2 separate regions of the Capra hircus genome follow, and region 1 is linked to region 2. The links are chromatin contacts, called in public Hi-C maps. All regions are on one chromosome and are shown on one strand. The core of a region is the stretch at or near the end of the contact, and the rest is flanking DNA. Distances in the headings are between cores, read along the strand shown.

Region 1 (3,661 bases), core at 759-3,258, 300 kb before region 2:
CCCAAAGAAAGGCAATGCCAAAGAATGCTCAAACTACTGCACAATTGCACTCATCTCACATGCTAGTAAAGCAATGCTCAAAATTCTCCAAGCCAGGCTTCAGCAGTACGTGAACCGTGAACTCTCTGACATTCAAGCTTGTTTTAGAAAAGGCAGAGGAACCAGAGATCAAATTGCCAACATCCACTGGATCATGGAAAAAGCAAGAGAGTTCCAGAAAAACATGTATTTCTGCTTTATTGACTATGCCAATAAAGCAGAAGGGGATGACAGAGGATGAGATGGCTGGATGGCATCATGGACTCGATGGACGTGAGTCTGAATGAACTCCGGGAGATGGTGATGAACAGGGAGGCCTGGCGTGCTGCGATTCATGGGGTCGCAAAGAGTCGGACACGACTGAGCGACTGAACTGAACTGAACTGAGAAGATTAAATGAGTACCAACATACAGCCTCACTAGAGTCACGGTTCCATGGGTGTTAGCCATTATTAACCTTCAAGTTCATGAACACGCTCATAGCACATAACCCCCATGAAAGACGAAAGTGTTAGGTATCCTCACTTGTTCTTCTTATTCAGCACCAGCATTAGCAGTTGTTGCTTTTCTTTGTGTGTGTGTGTGTGTGTGTGTGTGTGTGGTGCTGATGGTATTACTTTTCTTAAAGACACAGTTGTAACTTCACAAGAGGTGCTTTGAAGGAGGTGGCAACTGTGTGCGAGGAGCAGCTGCTGGGCTCCTCACTAGTGCCACATGTTGGCGGCTTGGCAAGGATGTGGCTCACGGCATCATGACTCTTGAGGTCCCCCCACAAGCAGCCAAAGCCTCCAGTGACCATTTGGATTGTATTTCTGCTCTCAGCCCTCATTGCTGCACTACTAGCTATGTGCTCAGGGCTCTTTTCAGTTCAGTTCAGTCGCTCAGTCGTGTCTGACTCTTTGCGACCCCATGGACTACAGCACGCCAGGCCTCCCTGTCCATCACCAACTCCCGGAGTCCACCCAAAGTCATGTCCAGTGGAGTCGGTGATGCCATCCAGCAGTCTCATCCTCTGCCATCCCCTTCTCCTCCCGCCTTCAATCTTTCCCAGCATCAGGGTCTTTTCAAATGAGTCAGTTCTTCACATCAGGTGGCCAAAAGGGCTCTTTTAGTTCCTGGAAATACAGTTTCGAGAAAACTCGGCAGAGACTCTGCCCTCCTGAGCTGTGCTCTGTTGGAGAATCAGACCTTCATCAGACACATGGATAAACATAAACTTAGCTTCCCAGGTGGCTCAGGGGTAAATAGGCCTGCCATTTCAGGAGACCTGGGTTCGATCCCTGGGTGGGGAAGATCCCCTGGAGAAGGAAATGGCAACCCACTCCCGTGTTTTTTCCTGGAAAATCCCACGGACAGAGGAGCCTGGTGGGCTAAGTCCATGGGGTCACAAGAGTCAGACGCGACTCAGTGACTAAACCACCGCACATATGTGACAAATGCAGGTAGGAGGGTCTGGACTGGGGGCTTCTGGCTAACGGGAGTGCTCCCAGCTCAGGAATGGAAGGGGCACTGGCCGTGGCCTCTCTGAGGGTGTGGACGAGCCCAGGGCCGGGCAGTGCGGGAGCACAGGCCAGGCTGCCTTCAGAAGCAAGGCTGAGGGCCATGTGGAGGGCCAGCTGGGTCTGGCAGGCCTCCCTTGGGGAGGGGCAGCTGGGTCGGGCCTGCGGAGTTCTCTAAGGCTCTTATCTTAAAGGCCTGGGAAGCACTGAGGTGTTTCCAGCAGGATCGGGTGGGGAGAGGTCAGGTCAAGTTGAGCTGATGCTATCAGATTTACTTTTCAAAAAGCTCACCCTGGCTGCCGCGTGGAAAATGAGTTTCTGGGGTTTGACAACTGATCTTTTATCTGAGGAATTGATTGCCTGGTGACTGTGGCAGCAGGTTGCGGGATGACAGAACCTGTGACATGAAGAGGCAGTCAGGGGGTGTGTGCAGCATCAGCGGACGCGGCCCCAGGCCTGGGGTCTCCTGCACGGGTGGGTGCTGCTGGCCGGCCCTGAGCGCTTGGCCCTGGCCTGCGCTGACAAGCCCGGCTATTGTTCATGCCTCAAGAAGCGTTTTTCTTCTTTTGAAACACGTCATGCCTGAATGCCATCTGCTTGGAGGGTGTGTACAAACACGGTCTCCCCTGGCTAACCCACCAGCTAACAGAAAAGTGTTTTACACCCTAGAGAGCCATAAAAGACATTTATCTGCAATTAAAATGCTGTAGTAAGAAAACGGAAATAAAAATGAATACCACATCCCTCAGATTAGAACTAATCTAGTTCCTTAGCAACCACTGAAATCTGCTGTCTAGACCGAGTTCAATTACTTTTAAAACTTGTGGTAGTCTTCAGACCAGGAATAAAGTCTGAAAATAAACTCTCTCCCACTAGAACGGGCACAGTGACATCTTCAATCCTGGAATTCTGGGAGAGCTTTCCCTGAGAGTTTGGAAAACTGGACTCAGTCACTGTTAAATGCGATTAAAAAGCACAAAAACTTCATTTTCTTTCTAAAGGGATCTTGTAGCAAAAGTGGTCCTCTTCCTTCCAGTTTCATTTTAGCTGTTGTTTCCTTCAAGACCACAAGGAAGATGAGAGAAGCTGCCCATTTTATTACGGTGTCCAGTGGCCTTGATCAAACAAGATGGGAAAATGAGAGCAAACACATCATAATACGTGAGGCAACACAGGTCAGTACTTCTGACACTACCTGTGGGGAAGGATAATTTTTAAGAAATTTCTAATCAGTCATGGATCAATACTTCTGTCAAATACAAGGGGGAAAATGACCCGTGGAAGATATGCATGCTAAGTCGCTTTAGTCGTGCTTGATTTTTGTCGACCACATGGACTGTAGGCTCCCTGGCTCCTGTCCGTGGGGATTCTCCAGGCAAGAATACTGGAGTGGGTTGCGGTGCCCTCCTCCAGGGGATCTTCCCAACCCAGGAGTCGAACCCGTGTTTCTTATGTCTCCTGCATTGGCAGATGGGTTCTTTACTACTAGTGCCAGTGGAAGACGTCATCATGTCAAACTGCTATGCAAATTAAGCTGCTGCTTCCTCTCAATTTCTGTGCCCAGCTCACTGTGGGCTGATGACAGGCTGCAGACTGGCACTGGTCCATGGAGCGCCCATGAGTACGTGGCACTAGGCAACGCTTTGATGTCCATTTCACTTTGCCTGAAAAGTCAACACTCAGTCCCCTCCCTCTTTCTCCCACTTGCTGCTCTGCTCCCCTTGGGTCTTCCCACCACCCTTGTCACTCTGCACCTTGGGGCCCACGTTCCATCGTCAGTAATCCTTTACCCTCTCCCCTCTCCTGTATCTGGGCTTTCCTCTGAGGTTAATCTTCTTTTCTGTCAGTTTCCTGTCAGTCTCACTGAGGTCAGGCAGGGATGCCCACCTTTGACCTGCCCCATAGGAGACCATCCCCCTTCGCCCTCATGCAGAAACTCTTGGGCTTCTGAGGCTCAGCTGTGCACTTACCTGACTCTCTCCTTCTTTCTGTCTCAGCCATCACCAGCCTTTCTAACAGCACCTCTCTCCCCAAACAGTCATCTAATGTTTTGGCAAATACATTATAGCCATTATTTTTTAAATAATGTATAATTATAGCTATGATCTTAGGAGGCTGATTGA
Region 2 (3,587 bases), core at 83-2,582:
AACCCTCAATACCTCAAAACTGACCTCCTATGGACTCAGGGTGGCTGCAGATGAAACAGGTTAAGATGAGGGATGAGATCATATCAGAGGCCTTCTAAAAGGGGAACTTGGACAGACATAAATACACACAGAGGGAAGATGGTATGAAGAGTCACAGGGACAGATATGATAGTGAGGGCAGAGTCTTCAAACCAAGCATTGCCAAAGGCAGGTGCTTCCACCACTGGAAGCTAGGAGAGCAGCCTGGAACACACACGCCCTTGTAGCCTGCTGCTACCATGATCTTGAATTTCTAGCCTCCAGAACTGAGATGATAAATTTATTATTTAAGCCACTCAGCTTGCGGTCCTTTGTTATGACAGCTGTGGCCAACTAATAAACCAGCTGGAGCTGGGCAGAGGCGAAACAGAAACATCCCTGCGGTAAGCTGGAACTATCTGAGCATCTTTCGAGCAGTGGTTGCAAAGAGTCGGAGACAAGTGAAGTGACTGAGCATGCACACACGCTAGCCACGGGGAGTTTAAACCTCCAGCACAAGGGCTCAGTCCAGGCAGCCAGTTATCTCTGGCTGAGTTGCTGCCCTCAGCTTGTAAGCTTGCAGGGACCTGCTTAGAGAAGTGGCTGATGCCTCAAAGTGCACACACGTGTGCACACACACACGTGCCTGCACACTCACCACGTTCATCAGGTTCTCATGGTCCCCGCTGTGCGGTCTTGGCTTCTTTTCTCTGAAACAGAAAAGGAAACGTGGCTGTAATACCAACGTGCTACCTAAAATCAAACATACACTCCCCTTTCCTATCCAAACTGTATCAATACTTAAATCTCTCTTTTGATAAAGAACCGAGTTTATTTTACTGAGAAACCAGAAGCCAGACAACTTACCCCTCCTCTGTAGGCAGCAGGGGTCAAGTCCTAGCAAGGGGCTAGCCAGCTCTCTTGCCCCCACTTCCTCCAGGAGTAGAAAATACAAGTTAACAAGAGAACTGGGGGCAGTTTCTTGAGTAGAAACTGTTTATATCTAGAATACTCGGATGATTTCTTTCTTTCTTTTTTTTTTTTTAAGGAAGTCCAGACAGTTCTCATGTCTTCATTTTTCTTAATTCAGTCTTTGCAAAGTCACACACTGCCAGGGGATTGAGAAAATAAGGAAAATACAACTTTTGGCTTGTTGGGAAGGGTACATGCTCTCAGGATGAGTCATGTGTACTTCCAGACTATGGAAAAGTCCATCCAGTAAAAATAGAATTTATTTTTATTCAGGAGAGGCTAAAGAAAGCCATCAGTACTAGAGGTTACCTTTCCCATAAATGTATAAGGCAACAGTGACACCTAGCGGGAGCATAAATAATTACAGAGACAGGCCCTCCCAGGCCCAGGAGAGTTGACACTCCTCTCCTCCTGGGTCTTATTTCTTCATCTTCCTGGCCAGCGGGACGCTATCCCAGCTCAGGAGACCTCGGTCCGAACCGGCACTACTTGAGTTCAGGGACTCCAGATTTTCTCTTTTTGACAGAGACTTCAGTGCAGGAAGCCATATCCAGACTTTTAAATGACACTTGGCAACTCTCTTCCAAGGTTATTGAGAAGAGTTCGGAGGAGGGTTGGCTGCCAGCTGGTCTGCTCTGGTTGCCCCAGTAGCAGCCAACTCACCAGAGAGCGGCATATGTTGTAACAATGTCTGAACACCTGGAAAATCACTCTGGCTTCGGAAGGACTCTGTTTCTGTCCAAGCAAAGATCCCCCCGCCACCCCAGCTTTTTTTTTGGTGGGAGGGTTACACATTTTATACGAAGGAGTCAAGAGAGAGAGAAGTGCAGTTCTAAAATAAGACAAGATGGTTATTTCATACACAGAATGTTTCTCTTTTAGAAAAATCTGTTTCTTAAGAAACTGCAGTTCTAGATTACACGTCTTTAATAAAATGACCCCTCCACAGCTACAGAGCAGCAAAAATTCTCAGTAACTCTCAAATGGTAGCAAAAAAGAGTGTGTTTAATACACATCATGCTTAGATTTCCAAATGTCCACAGATGGAAAGAGACAATATAAATTTAGACATGGGTGTGCTCATGAGAAGAGCTTTCATATATAAGGTCTCTTCCAGTTGCTCCCCGGGAAAACCAAAATGGCCTTTCATTGAGCTAATAAAAAGTGTCCTGGGCCCCTTTGCAGGAGAGAAGGCAGTTAATCACAGGAGTGCAGTGGGATGCCATCCATCACAGGCTTTTTAATACAGAAGGTCTTCTAGGTCCCAGGAACGTGTTATTTTAAGGCTCCAGTAGACACACATCACTCTCACCTGTCGCAACTGGAACACAGAAAGAGGAGGAAGGTGATGAGGAAGAAGGTGGCCACAGATGCCAGGCTCCCCAGCAGGATGACCTGTGCTTGTCCCTCGATCAGCAAGCTTCCCTCGGACCCCATGGTGGGGGCGGGAAGTGGCGCGGTCTGCGGCAGTCAGTCAGTCCTTCCAAGGCGGCGACATGGGGGCAGAGGGTGGCGTCTTCCTGCAGAGAGAACAGCTTGTGTTTTGACAACTTCTCAGGAGAGGTGCTAGAATCTGGTAGCAAGTTCCTGTTGGGGAGGGGCTAGATGGGAGCTGGGGCTGGGGGCAAGTCTGAGCAGATCAGGGAGGTGTGTAAAGAACGCATTGGACTCGACCTGAAACAAGTACCCCTCTGTGGTCCGTGCTTTTGTTTTCTCACCCAAAACGCAAAGCAGGAGTGTGTGGTGCCTAGCTCTGTGTTTGAGGCCACAGATGTTATTTTTGTAAGTTTGGGGGATAGATTCTTAATGTTTTCAAGTAAGACTCCAAGTCTTTTTAATTATTACTTTTCACTTTTAAATATTTAAATAAATACAAAATATTTCACCTGGAGAAAATCTGCTGAAAAAGAAACAAATAAATACACGTATATTTGGGTTCTTTTTTCCCATAGAACACTGTAAACCATTTATTACAGCTTTCACAAAAACGTAGCTTGCTACGTTTTTCTTCCCCACTTGAATCCTCAACTCCCCAAGCCTGCTTCTCTCCGAGAAGGTTTAAGGTCAATACAATTAATGACACAGACAGTCTTTATACTCACCTTCAGAAACAGTTACCTGTTCTGAGCCTATGACTTTATTTTCAGGGCTGGCTTTCATGAAAGTTTGTAAGCATTCAGTCTACTTTCAAGACACTGGAAGAAAGTCTGTGCTGAGAACACATCACCAGCAGCAAAGAAGCCTAGCTATAAACAACTACAAACTGAGGGTAAGAGCTGTCCCTAGGACACTGTAGTACCTGGCACTTAGTACCTGGTACATGGGGGCTTCCTAGGCGGCTCTAGTGGTAAAGAATCCGTCTGCCAAGGCAGGAGATGTAGGAGATACAGGTTTGGTTCCTGGGTCAGGAAGATCCCCTGGAGAAGGACATGGCAACTCACTCCAGTATTCTTGCCTGGAGAATCCCATGGACAGAGGAGCCTGATGGGCTACAGTCCATAGGGTCGCAAAGAGTCGGACATGACTGAAGTGACTTAGCACACGTGCAGTCAAGTGCTGTCCTCATTTCATTGCTGACACAAGCCTGTGAAGAAAGC

The links. Hi-C and Micro-C count contacts between places; a contact is called where the count stands out from the background.
Region 1: a contact with region 2 is called in a Hi-C map of liver, with 6 times the contacts expected there. The contact joins two enhancer-like sites. A contact is called at or near these places in 2 of 5 Hi-C or Micro-C datasets (blood and liver).

What each region holds. Positions count from the first base shown.
Region 1 is chr14:38,153,803-38,157,463 of ARS1.2, reverse strand. All of the region lies in intron 2 of ZNF704 (zinc finger protein 704), which reads right to left. Among named protein-coding and RNA genes, the nearest start is that of ZNF704, 190 kb to the right of the region's middle. Within about 2 kb of position 2,008, at least 2 of the 5 cell types and tissues checked have an H3K27ac peak or open chromatin away from gene starts, as enhancers often do.
Region 2 is chr14:37,858,121-37,861,707 of ARS1.2, reverse strand. PAG1 (phosphoprotein associated with glycosphingolipid-enriched microdomains 1) reads right to left here. Exons shown (of 9, transcript XM_005689126.3): 4 at 2,303-2,510; 5 at 677-728. The coding sequence starts at 2,427. Among named protein-coding and RNA genes, the nearest start is that of ZNF704, 110 kb to the left of the region's middle. Within about 2 kb of position 1,332, at least 3 of the 5 cell types and tissues checked have an H3K27ac peak or open chromatin away from gene starts, as enhancers often do.